4 separate regions of the Mus musculus genome follow, and all the other regions are linked to region 1. The links are chromatin contacts, called in public ChIA-PET and Hi-C maps. All regions are on one chromosome and are shown on one strand. Each heading gives the region's core, a stretch centred on a gene start, on an enhancer-like site or on the middle of the called end of the contact. The rest is flanking DNA. Distances are from core to core; before and after follow the strand shown.

Region 1 (3,294 bases), core at 238-2,737:
AAGATTTGCTTCCCATACTGCAGAAATGTAGAAGTCCAACGTTAAGAGTAATAAAAATTTATGAAGTGACAAGTTGGACACGGGTGGGTTTATCTGAGGGTTCAGGGGTCTTATTTTAAGGCCAGAGCCCCCAGGTGCTCTTCTTCCTCTTTGCAAGTGACAGTTGTGGTTGCGCAAGGACTTGGGCTGTCCCTGGTGAACTGTTAACCAGGCTGGAACAAGCAGCCACATGTGCCTGTGGATTTCCTCTCAGCTCTACTGAGGAGGCAGCAGATGGTGTTGGGGGGAGCATGGTGGCTGTTGGCTGGGCCAGCTTTTGAGTAGTGCTAATTCTGACTTCCGCCCTCCATCTTCCACACATTGTTTTTGATTTCTGTCTGATAATTCTCCTTTGGACACACATTTTGTCTGGGGGAAGGGGTTGGACAAGATGGGTCTCTAGAACTGGACGTCATCCTACTTTTCAATGACTCCTAATCGGGAGGATGCTTTTATACTTGGTCTTTGGGGAGCATCAGAGGCCACTTACTTTTCCCCATTTGTACTGATAAAAGCTCACTGGTGACACAATGAATTAGACAGCCATGTTTAACCTCTTTAGGGTCACTGCCAATCTGAGAAGGTCTTTAAACTGCTTTTCCTCTTGATAGAACACCATACTACATTGATTCTGACATTGATTGCACCCTGGACAAAGTCACAATGACTTCTTATAGCTCAAGGATAAAGTCTCTATTCCATTCTGCCTTCCCCAGTCTGGACTTTTCTTCTTAGCCATGTATCCCATTTTCTGCACCAACAAGACGGGTGAACTCACTGTCTCAATGCCCATAAATCCCATCCATGGTGTGCCCTGTACAGAGCTCTGAATGCTGGTCACACATGTTTATTTTCCTCTCTGAACTCACTAGTGGGAGCTGGTGGGAGCTAACCCACCCCAACCTTCTAGTGATCCCTTCCAACCTCTTTTAGCAAATCCTTGAACACCTTATCACCATCACCATGTCCTCATCTGGGCCTATCTCTCAAGCTTTGATAATTTAAGTTCTCCTCCCTCAAGGAAGACTATAAGCTCCTAGAAGGCAAAGATATCTGACCCATACCACAGTGCTCTGCAGGTCAATAAACAACTAAAGTGTATTATGAAGAACCCAACTAGTATAGAAGGAATTATAATTTTTCTTAAAGATGACCTTGAAGATCTCACACTTGAAAATTCCAATAACACCAGCAATCTGTGTACTTGAAATCGATAAACTTAGTCATGAGTAGACTTTTGTACCAGCCTGGTTTGGAACACACAGTCAGTGTTCCAAACGCACGGTGGGAGGAACCTCTCCAAGGGTCGCAGAAACGGGGCTGTGTTCCTATCGCTGCTGTAAACTAGCTCTGGTGTTGCCCATGAGTGAAGCTGTACTCTTGGAAGCTCTGATCTCTCATCTGTGTGAAGCAGAGTATACTCAGCCTAGATAACAGAAAGACAGGATGAGGCTGGGCCATAATGGTGTGTGGCTCATGCTGTTGTCTAAGTTTAAACCTTGATGCCTGTTTCCTGTTTTCTCTCCATGACACTGCCCCTCCCCCTCCTATTCCCCTCCCCCTCTCCCTTCCGTTTCCCTTTCACTTTAAGTGTCAGCAAGACTGATAGCGATCTCCCTTTCTTTTCATTTCTTCTCTTGTTCTAACCACACTTCAGTGTGTCCTCTTTAGATAAACATTTCTCCTGCCACAGGTGCAAAATGTACACACAAGCTTCAGTTTGTAGCACTTCCAGGATTTTTCACTAAAAATGGAGGTGCGGTGGGGTGGTGGGGTGGTGGGGGGACTCTTTGACCCATGAATACATTTTCTTGTAATTAAACAGTGTGTCTCCACTAAAGAGTGCCAAGCTTTTCATAAGCATGGCTCCACTCATCTCTCATCTCCTGTCAGCTATTAGGGCTTTAGGGTGTGGCTGAGAAGATGTCCATTGAGCCAACCCATGGGACGACTGGGAAATTGAGACTTGGAGCACTCAGCAATTTGTCCTAGGGGTTTGACTGTGCCTTGTAGAGTTGGGGAGTGAAACGTGGGGCATGAGTTTCTGGCCCCTTCTCTAACTGCAAGCAGGGAAACAAGTCTGTGCAGGGTCTCAGGAAGAGAACCGATCCCAGTACAGGCACGAAAGGGTGCTGCCTGAGGATTAGGGAGTGATGAGTGAGGCTGGCCTTAGGATCTGACTGGAGACAGGCGAAGGAAAGAGGATTTCTCTGATTGAAGACCTTTCTAGACAAAGAAAAGGGAAAGCTTCCATTCTTCAAGACAAAAAGAGGTTTAAAAATACATATACAGGCCACTTTTAACTGTGTGGTGGTGTCCAGTGCTAACTACCAAGCTGCATTTATATGCTTCCGATATCCCAGCATCTCTCTGAGGTCTAGTTAGAAATGGATTTATCAGGAAGCTAATAGAGCTTAAGTACCTACCTGTACCCCTTAAAACTCTGGAACGCCTTGGTAATCGGCTCACATGGTATCGCTTGCAGATTGTGAAAGTAGGGATTTCTCGTTTTTTCTTGCTTTTGTCAAGAAAGTAAAATACATTAGACTTTTGTTGTTCATTTGATACATAACTTTAAAGGTACTTAGTGTGTGGGCAATATGCATTCTTGTTTCAGATGCTAATAAATGAGCTGTATTTCATTTCAACTTGTATTTTTTTAAGAGCACTCCCCATCTTGTTCCAAACATTTAGAAATTAATCCCTAGAATCAGCATTTCCCAAAAATACCAAGTTGTTTCTCCTGGCAAGGACACATGTAGGGCCTCTGGCTGGCATCGTGAGGTACAGGTAGAGGGCCGTTGTGTGAGTGTTCTGTCTTCCTTGCTGTCTCTCTCTCTCTCTCTCTCTGTGTGTGTGTGTGTGTCTGTCTCTGTCTCTCTCTCTGTCTCTGTCTCTCTCTCTGTCTCTGTCTCTGTCTCTCTCTCTCTGTCTCTGTCTGTCTCTGTCTCTCTCTCTCTCTGTCTCTCTCTCTCTCTCTCTCTCTCTCTCTCTCTCTCTCTCTCTCTCTGTGTCCTGCTGCCCTCCTCTGGGTTTCTTTTCTTCTCCCCCACCTCAAAGCCTGCAAGTCTGAACCACAGGCATCCGCTAACAGCATCACAAGGCTCTTGCTGGGAGACCTCCTCAGGATGGGTCAAGGTCAAGGTCAAGATTCCTTCTGAGTGTCGCGGCTTGGTAAAGCAGAGTAGAATATTTGGGGATATTATTTGTATCAGACTAAATCTGTTTAGGAAAGAGGTTTCAAACAACAACAAC
Region 2 (3,294 bases), core at 350-2,849, 230 kb before region 1:
TCCTATCAGGCCACCTCTTCATTCCAAGGGGTGTGTGTGTGTGTGTGTGTGTGTGTGTGTGTGTCCGTCCTTCACAGACACGTAACTTCATTTCTATACACAGAAGATATTTACACCTTTTGTATTGAACAAGGTCTTGTCCATCACCACGTGAGAAATGCAGAATAACAAGTTGTATCAGTTACCACATCCACTGAATTCCTATCACATTTTTAACAAGAACCCAACCCCCAGGGACTCAGGTTTGATCAACGCTCTCTATCCCACTGCAGCTGCCCTTTCCATTCTATTTCGGACACCAAGGAAGTCCTGGAAATAGAACTGAACCAAAGACGCATAACGGAAAAGTGAGTTTCTTTCCCACTGTATTCCAAGAGTTCTTTTCCAATAGTGCATCCTGTGCCACAGCACACTAATAAGAGGTGGTTTGTGGACTACACTGTGATGGACTACGCGTACAAAAGCCCTAGCATTTCAGCACAATCCACCTCAGGCAGTTTAGCATGTAACCTGCATAGTAAAGTTTCAGTCCAGTTCAGAATTGAGAAATGGGGACTCTGCAGAAAGTGATGGGGGGGGGGGGGTGGAAGTTGAAGGGTTATAAAAGATGTAACCTTCAAAAGCTGTTACCATTCTCAAGCGCTGAATTGGTTAGTAAGTCGTCCTGAAACTATTAGTAACTAGGAGTGACCAAACTCTAGGTCGCATATCTGCACAGAATGTATTGGAAGAACAGTACATTTCCAGGAAAACAGAGGGGGCAGGGGGAACTCTCCCAAGTCGTTCTCCTCGGGTCCTGCCAGGCCTCGAACTGACAGATGCCGGCGTGACTAACTTAAGTAGCACTAAGGCAAATTAAGGCAGGAGAGGGTTTCTCTCCTCCGAGGCTGCTCGGCTCCGGGCTCCAGCCGCCTGACTTCCGGCCTGGGAAGGAAACGTGCAGCCCAGGGCTGAAAGAAACAGGGAACCGGCCAAAGAGGAAGTAGAGCTGGCTGAGCAGCTCGGCAATGCCCGGTAGCTGCTTCCCGAGCTCGTCCGGGAGCGAGGACCGAACGGGGACGGGGACTGGGACGAGCGGGCTGAGAGAGGCTGCCTCGCCCGTGTGCGCGCTCGCCCTTCCGCCCGCTCGCCCGCCGGCCCGCAGCGGACCGAGCCCCAGCCCGCCTCCCTTCCCAGCCCGCGCGCAAGCCGCGGCCGGCGGCTCGGGCCTTCCCTGGCGGCGGGACGGGGCCCAGCGAGGCTGAGGGGAGGCCGGGGAGGGAGCGACGGCTGTGCAGCTGCCCGGGGAGGCTGACGGGGGAGGCGAGGCGCTTTTTCACCGTTAGCATCGTTATGTTATTTTTTTACCTGTAGCGCAGCAGGGCTCCCCAGCTCCTATTCCCTGAATCCTCCTCCCCTCCTTTCTCTCTCTCTCTCTCTCTGTCAGTCTCTCTGTCTCTCTCCTCTCTTTATCTCGCTCTCTCGCTCTCTCTCTCTCTCTCCCCGTCAGTCTGCCGGGCTCTCGTGGAACACGCCGGGCCTGGCCCGACCAGCAAGAGAATGGGGCGGGAGGTGGCGGCGGTGACCAGCGGCCACGTGACCACGCTCCCTCCGTAACGGCGTCCGCCTCCTGCTGCGCGCCCTCCCGGCGCTCCACCTCTAGTAACCCCGCGCGCCCGGGGACCCGTGCGCAGGCGCGCGCCCGGGCCTGGGACGAGCCAGCGGGTGAGCCGCGGGTGACCCGCGCTCTGGGAGCCTGGTGTCTTGGGGGATAGGTCGGGGTGAAGAGGGAAAAGGGGACGCCCGAGACCAATGGAGCTGCCTGGGCCATGCCGATGCGCATGCGCGCGGGGCCTCCCTACAGTGGGAGCCGGCCTTCTGCCACAACCCGAGGTCCCCCACTTGCCACCAGCTTCCCAGGGTGGGACTGGCATCGAGGAGATAAGTCAGGCCTGGGAACGTCCTAAGAATCTGGCACTCCTGCCTCGGATCGCACAATTTCCTTGTCTCCTGTAAATGGCCTTCCCTTCATCCTTGGTCTACAGCTGTACAGACTGATGACAGATAGGTCGTGCCACCCAATTTTGTAGGGACTCACTACCTCTTTGTGAAGACCTTCTTTGTATGAATCCAGAGAGGTGCTGTTTTTTGTTTTGTTTTTTTAGCAACCCCACACCTGTAAAAACACACAGGTTTTATCTTCTCAGACCTCGAATCTAGACTAATGACTAGTCATTAGATAGTTAATCTAATGAATGACAATTTTGGCAAATGACTAGACCCTGGTTTTACCGCCCTATGCCCCTGCTTAATCCTGACTTAAAGTTGCATTTAACCTCCAGCAATGGGAGGCTGGTATTTTCTTCTTCAATAAGAAAGTGGTAAATAGCTCATCTGAGTTGGAGAGAGAGAAAGAGAGATCTCTTATTAATCTGTCTTTACAAATAGCGCAAAAAAAAAAAAAATCAGTTGTTATGTTCAGATTATGGAAACCAAAACAGAGGTCAGAAAGTTAGCTAGCTTCCAAGGAAGGCATACCACACTTAACACAGTGATTCTCTTTTTTCTAATGCCCTTCTCACTGTAGCAGAAATTGAACAGGTTGAATAGAGTAAGCTATTAAAAGTTCTGGCTAAACTCATGATTACATTAGTCTCATGAACAGAATCCTAAGAAATAGGAAGATGCATCATGCTGTATTTGGATATTGCTCTCCCAGCTAGCAATACAGCAGTCAGCCACATGACTGGTATTCTACAATGTATAGTGGACTTTGTTCTCCGGCACCGAAATATCTCACCGCAGACCCTCATCTCCTTCCTGAAGTACTGACTATGCTGGTGTTACTGGGACTGTAGAGGTCCTTCAGTGTGGTCACCAAATGACAGGAGAAATCTCTATCCCCTCTTGGGACGCTTAGTCTCATAAATAGCATAATTTAAGAAGGGACCGAAGGGCAATTTCATTAGAGATGAAAAGAACATCTCTGAAGACTATAAAGCTCAGCTGCTTCTCAGAGATGGATAAAAGAAGACAGAAAGCAGCCATACCATTTGTGGTGATTAAATAAAAATCGCCCCCGTAGGCTCATGTGTTCGAATGGTTAGTCACCAGAGAGTAGAGTGATAGAAGGATTTGAAGGTGTGGCCTTGTCAAAGGAAGTGAGCTTTTGAAACCTCAAAAGCTCATAGTGGGCCCAGTCTCTCAGCCTACAGATCAGGAGTAGTTTTCAGCTGCTTCTCCAGCACCATGTCTACCTGCATGTCTCCAGGTTCCTCACCATGATGATAATGGACTAAACTGACACTGTAAGCA
Region 3 (3,294 bases), core at 469-2,968, 190 kb before region 1:
TCCTGTGTATATGCACTTCATAGCATCTGTCAGGCCTTGGTACCCCTCCCCCATTCTGAAGTTTCTGTTTAACTCTGTACCCCATTTTAAAATTGGGTTATTTGGGTGTTTGGAGTCTAATTGCCTGAGCTATTTATATATTTTGGATATTAGACCTTTATCTGATGTGTGTAGGGTTAGGGAAATTTTTTTCCCAATGTGTAGGCTGCCAATTTGCCCTATTGATGGTATCTTTTGCCTTACACAAGCTTTTCAGTTTCATGAGGTCTCATTTATCAATTATTGATCTTAGAGTCTGAGCCATTGGTGATCTGTTCAGGAAATTTCCCTCTGTTCCAGTGAGTTTGAAGCTCTTTTCCACTTTCTCTTCTGTTAGATTCAGTGTATCTGGTTTTATGTGGAGGTCCGTGATCTACTCAGACTTGAGCTTTGTGCAAGGTGTTAAATATGGGTCTATTTTCATTCTTTTACATACCGACCACCAGTTAGAGCAGCACCATTTATTGAAGATGCTTTCTTTTTTCCAGTATATGTTTTTGGCCTCAGTGGGAGATGAGCTTAATCCTCCAGAGACTTGAGGCCTCCAGGGAAGGGGGAGGTATGGTGGGGGTGGAGCACCCTCTCAGAGGCAAGGGGGAGGGATGGGAAGAAGAACTGTGGGAGGGGACACTGGGAAGGGGACCTTGACTGGAATGTAAATTAATAATAATAATAATAATAATAACAATAAAAGAGTTCAGGAAGAGCAAACCATGTGAGAGCAAGCTACTAAGCAGTGGTCCTCCATGGCCTCTGCTTTAGTTTCTGCCTCTAGATTCCTATATTGAGTTCCTGTTCTCACTTCCCCAAATGATGAACTACAAGCTGTAAGATGAAATAAGCCCTTTCTTCCCCAAGTTACTTTTGGTCATGGTGGTTATTACAGCAATAGACAACAAACACGCCAAGTCTGCAGGTTGCTGCTCTACTAATCTGCAATAAAAACCCAGGACTGTACTCAAGAAAGTCGGCGAGTACCTTTGACCAAAATTATTAAAGAATTGAAAATAACTAGATGTCTCCAATTTGGCACAGAGAAATTCCAAGGTAGGAGGATGGAATTGTAAATTAAATTGATGAATACCAAACATGTTAACCAGCATGTTATACCTTCATATTAGTTATAAGATCTATAACTTGTTGCTGTGATAAAATACAGAACATAAGCCACCCAAGAGAGAAAAAAATATCCTTTGCGTAACATTTTCAGGGAGTCCCGTCCATAGTTGCCAGGTTCCATCGTCCTTGGCTAAGGATCACAGTGGCCCGAGCAGGCAGAAAATGAGTTTCTTTGTGTCATGTTCTTCAGGAAGAAGAGCATAATACGCACTTCACAGCTAGCAGGAGGAATAATGAACGTAAAACAGGAAGAAGCCAGGGCAAGCCACAATCCCAAAGATCTAGGCAGAGTGAAGGAAAATAGGTACTTCCTGGAAAAAATTAGGTATAAACCAGAATTTAATGTAGCTCTCTTCCATTTCACATTAAAGGTGGAGAACTTAGGGTGACACTGGGTTCCTTAGGGAATCCTGTTTGCATTAATACACAGTCCTGACTTGGAAGAAAAAGCCTATTACATTTTCTATGCTTTTTGGCAAGGCTCACTGTGAGGCATTGGCCAAGGTCTTCTGCAAGTATTTTTGTCTGCATGACTCATAGAAGAAAAGTCAAGCAAACACCATATATATTATGTCATTACCTAAGAACTGCATCTACAGATGAAGAGTAAATTGGCACCTGCTTCCCTCCCATCGCTGTGACTGTTTAAAAGGTCTTTTCTCTTAGATGTACTTCTTCCTTTATAAATGAAACATTCTAAAGAAAGGTGGTAAAAAATTTACACATTAAAAACTGCAGACTTCGTTATGTAAAAGCTTTCAAATCATTCTGTTGGAATCCAGAGAAGAAACAGTCTCCGGGAGATGACGTATTGAGAAGATCCCGCTCACTGTTCTGAGAACAGGAAGCTGACGTTTCCACCCTGGAGTTCCAGTTTCAGATAGCTACAGGTTCACAGACCAGCTTTCAGGAAGCAAAAGTAGATGTAAACAAAGCTGGACGATCTGAAGTTTGTCCAAGCTTGGTGCTGTGGTGACCTTCAAGGTGTGGCAGAGATCTAGGCGTTGGAGTTACTTTGCACTGGTCTAAGGCCCCCTGGAAGCTGGTAGAGAGAAATTCTGGGATCTGAAGGAGCTATGATTTGAAGGTTGGTCCCAGCAGATCAATGACAGTGTGGATGACCTGCCAGTGCCCACCACTCCTTACTTCCGTCTTTCTAGCACTATATAAAGCGTCTCTTGAGGCCAAAGCTGGAATTACAAATGGAAGAGAAGGTTGAGAAAAGTAGTTCCAGTTATACTGATAGACTCACCTGAGTCGTATAGTATCAAATATCCAGGGAACTTGTGGCTCCGTTTTTCACCACCTTCTTTAACTGTTCCCATAGTCCCACCACCCCCTGGCTAGCTACTACATTCTACTGCAGTGTCAAACTATTCTACCCAAAGCAACTTCAAAAGAACAAGGCTAATTTGCCTTATAATTGTAGGTGATAGTCCATCTCTGAGGGAAGTCAGAGCAGGAACCTGTAGGCAGGAGCCATGAAACAATGTTGCTTACAGGCTCACTCTTTGGCTTGCTCACTAGCTTTCTTATACTTGCCCAAGAAAGATACTGCCCACAATGAGCTGGGTCCTCCCTCTCAAACATTAATTGAGTCAATCCTCACAGGCATGGCTAGGAAAGTAAGTGTTATAGGTCAAGATTTATATATATATATATAGTCAACTGTCAATAGGTAGATAATGTGCTTCTGCAATATTCTGCCCAGTGTGTGAGTTTATAAAAGAGACAAGCAACAACTATTATAATTTCTTCCAGAAGACCACCACCACCACCACCACCATCATCATCACCATCCTCACCATCATCCTCACCATTCTCACCATTGTCATTTGTAGTAGACTATAATTTAGGAAACAGTGTAACTTCTTAGACTCTTCTGTGGCCACCAACCTGAATGCCCTTTTACTAATTTTTTTCCTTTTGCCTCAGGCTCTGTGGAACGGTAAACCCAGTGATCCAGTCCTTATTTAAAATTCAGCTATTTTGTTCATCCTAGGTAACTTTGCATTAATGTTGAGCTTAAATAATTGTTTAAGGCATTACAAGTACTGATTCCTGAGCTTTTTGGGGGGCCTCTTTTGTAGTTTCGTACCAGGACAACTGTCTCATTTCTTCGCCTTGGACCCGGTC
Region 4 (3,294 bases), core at 218-2,717, 170 kb before region 1:
TGGTCGCAGGGTATCAGACACCTTCTTCTGGCTTCCATGGGCATCAGGCACACACATGTTTACACAGATGTACACAGGAGCAAAACAAGACATAAAAATAAGTCAAAAAAACCTTAGGAATAAAGACCGTTGGAGGCATACACATGTTTTTGGATACATGCTTTGCACTGTGTTTGATAACCTATGCAGCAAAATGAACAATTGGGGACAAATGAACTTATGAACAAATGGGAGTGGGCTGGAGATGAGATATCTGGATTATCTGACAGGAGAATGTCAGTTTGTGACCTTGCTAACTTTTGTTTTTTTTTTGTTGTTGTTGTTTGTTTTGCTTTTTTTTTTAAAATTACTACCAACACCCTCCTCTGACGTGGGACAATTTAAGCTGTCAAATGACCACTCAGTGTTTGTCTTGAGAATATGACAAATTTGGAGTTGATGGGAGGCATGAAATTGTTTGTAGCTAGGAAAGCAAGGTACTAGAAAAGGCATGTCTTTCAGGACTTATGTGGAGGCATTGCTGGAAAGCGCCCCTCGAGTCATGAGCCACTTCCTCAACAGCTGACTTCCTGGCCTTCTCAACCAGCCCTGGCTTTGCATCTGGAGGAAGCTACTCCATAGGCCCCAGTAATGGGATAAGCACGGGCTTTAAGCCAGTGTTTTAGTTCCTTTTCTTTTCTAGGACCTGGGGTGGGGAAATAGGCTATGGAAGAGCCTGGGTACCTGACACATCCCTGGAGATGTGCCTGCTAACTAGGATCAATTCCTTCAGACTCAGGGCCACTACAACTCAACCTTACTTGTGTTGAGCCTCCATACATTTTTGGTTTGGTGTAGCAGTAGACATCCTCCTAAGTGATAGAGAGGGTCTGTTTCCAAATAATTTCAGTTCCACTTGGAAGATGGATGCTCACCTAAAAATTATTAGCATATATTTTTACAAAATATTTAATATAATTGAGTATGCCAAGTGTTCAGAGAGGCCTCAAATTTTCCTAAGAGATTAATAGAGCAAAATGCATTGAGACACTTGATGAAGCATCTAATAAACAAATTACTACTTGTCTAAATTTTGCTGATATCATGCTGTTCACTTCCAAATAAGTTCATGTCTGATGTTAATATCCTGTGCCGATGTGAAAGATGCTGTTCTTCAGAAAGAGGCTGTAATTTTTTATAGGCTCTGTTCATTTCACAGTTGTATTTCTTTGTATTTCACCTCTTTCTAGAAGAATTAGCAATGAGGTATAAAAAATGACTTAGCAACAAGGTTAATAAAATAGAAAAGCAGGCTGTAGAAAGAGGAATGAGGAAAATATGCTAACTGTAATTATCCTCATGGCTGCTGGGATGGAGTTTCAACCTTGGGTCTAAGCTTTTTTGGCAGGCTGGTAAGAGAAAGCATGATAAATTACATATCAGCCTCAGCAAAGAGGAAGTGTGTTCCTGCCCCAGGGGAGGCTAAGCTTTGTGTAGTTTCAAAGTATGCAAGAAATAGTCCTCAACGTTTTCATCTCAGGGGAGCAGGACCCACCGAGAAAGACAGCAGAATGAATTTGAATACAATCTCCAACTTGAGTTTTTAAAAATACATTCTTAATGACAGTGGGAAGGAGATCGGCTGCTGGACTAAGTCAACGCTGAAGCCTGTCTCAAGGCTGCCTCTCTGTACAGCTTAGCTTGCCAGAACACCACCTAGGTACAACTTACAGAACTTACAGATTCTTTTGTTTTCTTTCTTTCTTTCTTTTTTTTTTTTTTTTTTTTTTTTTTTTGGTTTTTCGAGACAGGGTTTCTCTGTGTAGCCCTGGCTGTCCTGGAACTCACATTGTAGATCAGGTTGGCCTTGAACTCAGAAATCCACCTGCCTCTGCCTCCCAAGTGCTGGGATTAAAGGCATGTGCCACCACCGCCCAGTCAATTTACAGATTCTTATGGTCATTTATTTAAAAATAATCATTTTTTTTTCTCATCAGGTGTGAACTCAGAACAGGTAATACTTTCACAAGCACTGTGACTAAGTCTCACTAGCCAAGGTTAACTGGTATTTAAAGGTGATGGTTTTCTTTGCTAGGAAACTTGGGTTTGCAGATGTATGAGTTGCACATTATGGTAGATCTGGGGTTCATAGGTGGATTTTTAAGGTAACACTCCTAACTGAAGCATAAGAAATCCTTACTGCACATCTTTAAGCACAAATCTTTCTCCGTTCAGTCTACTGTGCTTTCATTGTCCAGGGAAAACTGCAGTTAGAGATGGTCTCTTCTGAGAAATAAAAAGGCTGAGGCTCAGGCAGGTCCATGATCCACTGGCTGTGAAAAGAGAGATTGAGCAAGAAACCCAGTAACATGATGGTGAGCTTATTTTCCATACTTAATGTAGGCCTTATTCATATACTATTAAACATAATTCAGCATAATTCAGCTAGCCAGAATTCGTTCTGTACCTTCCAAAATTCTTATTTTTGTATTTCCTGAAATCCTCAATCACTCATCAAATACAGGTAAGAAAAGCAAGAGAATTAAAGTGCAAATATTGAAATGAAAATTACAATTATAATATTAATATCTAATAGAATAATATTATTCTTAAAGTGGGTGGTAGAGTGTATTGGTTTTTCTACTCTCTGAAGATTTCAAAGCACTTAACATTACCTTAAAACTCATTAAGCTAGTGCTGAATCAGATATTGAATGTTATAACTTTATTCTTATTATTTATTTAGTACCATCAAAGGAGTTAGTTCTCACTGGGAATTGATAGTGATAAAGGATGGAATAGTTCATGTTCTACAACGATAAATACCATTTAGCCAACACTGTTATTCCAAAGATAGCCAATAAGAATGTAGAAAATATTAGCAAGTCACCCATAAAGGTCTTCCAAATGAGGTAAACAGATAATTTTTAAAGTATGCAAGTGTGTATTGCTTTGATTTGATATGTGTCACCATACAGAAGTAAAGGAGTTTATTTGATTATATTGCTTAAGATAGTAAAGACAATGAAAGTGGTTTACCAAGCTAAAGCAGAATTTTTGTGTTAGATTTTTATTGCTGTAGCAAAATACAGTAATGATGTTTTGCTAATATCTCTCTATATTATATATAACAACTAATGATAGTCACCTTGAAAAACACACAAAGACTTCTTTGGCTCATGGTTTGGGACTTTTGGTTCATGGCTTGCTGGCGTTGCTGCTTTTGGGGTTGTGACATGGTGAAAGTACATGCTGGGAAGCCAAGAAGCAGAGGAGGAAATGAAAGAGACAGAATTCCAATATCTCTTCTGAGGGC

What was found. Hi-C and Micro-C count contacts between places; a contact is called where the count stands out from the background. ChIA-PET counts read pairs in DNA pulled down with a chosen protein or histone mark.
Region 2: a contact with region 1 is called in an RNA polymerase II ChIA-PET map of memory CD8 T cells, with 57 read pairs. The contact joins the promoter of Tbc1d5 here to the enhancer-like site in region 1. A contact is called at or near these places in 3 of 39 promoter capture datasets (the HPC-7 cell line, HPC-7-derived erythroid cells and hippocampal neurons), 4 of 484 Hi-C or Micro-C datasets (the HPC-7 cell line, the N1E-115 cell line, Th1 cells and 1 more) and 2 of 115 datasets of contacts at active chromatin or transcription factors (large pre-B cells and memory CD8 T cells).
Region 3: a contact with region 1 is called in a Hi-C map of the 63-12 cell line, with 2.0 times the contacts expected there. The contact joins two enhancer-like sites. A contact is called at or near these places in 2 of 484 Hi-C or Micro-C datasets (the 63-12 cell line and pre-B cells) and 1 of 115 datasets of contacts at active chromatin or transcription factors (bone marrow-derived macrophages).
Region 4: a contact with region 1 is called in a Hi-C map of the HPC-7 cell line, with 3 times the contacts expected there. The contact joins two enhancer-like sites. A contact is called at or near these places in 1 of 15 datasets of contacts at CTCF or cohesin (pro-B cells), 3 of 484 Hi-C or Micro-C datasets (the HPC-7 cell line, nephron progenitors and pre-B cells) and 2 of 115 datasets of contacts at active chromatin or transcription factors (the HPC-7 cell line and bone marrow-derived macrophages).

The regions. Positions count from the first base shown.
Region 1 is chr17:51,407,009-51,410,302 of GRCm38.p6, forward strand. No RefSeq gene overlaps it. Among named protein-coding and RNA genes, the nearest start is that of C330011F03Rik, 40 kb to the right of the region's middle. Within about 2 kb of position 1,488, at least 90 of the 459 cell types and tissues checked have an H3K27ac peak or open chromatin away from gene starts, as enhancers often do. A contact at or near this core is called in the 63-12 cell line, the HPC-7 cell line, the N1E-115 cell line and 5 more, where this site is marked.
Region 2 is chr17:51,177,753-51,181,046 of GRCm38.p6, forward strand. Tbc1d5 (TBC1 domain family, member 5) reads right to left here and starts at 1,600. Exons shown (of 22, transcript NM_028162.4): 1 at 1,348-1,600.
Region 3 is chr17:51,219,258-51,222,551 of GRCm38.p6, forward strand. No RefSeq gene overlaps it. Among named protein-coding and RNA genes, the nearest start is that of Tbc1d5, 42 kb to the left of the region's middle. Within about 2 kb of position 1,719, at least 44 of the 459 cell types and tissues checked have an H3K27ac peak or open chromatin away from gene starts, as enhancers often do. A contact at or near this core is called in the 63-12 cell line, bone marrow-derived macrophages and pre-B cells, where this site is marked.
Region 4 is chr17:51,239,089-51,242,382 of GRCm38.p6, forward strand. No RefSeq gene overlaps it. Among named protein-coding and RNA genes, the nearest start is that of Tbc1d5, 61 kb to the left of the region's middle. Within about 2 kb of position 1,468, at least 20 of the 459 cell types and tissues checked have an H3K27ac peak or open chromatin away from gene starts, as enhancers often do. A contact at or near this core is called in the HPC-7 cell line, pre-B cells and pro-B cells, where this site is marked.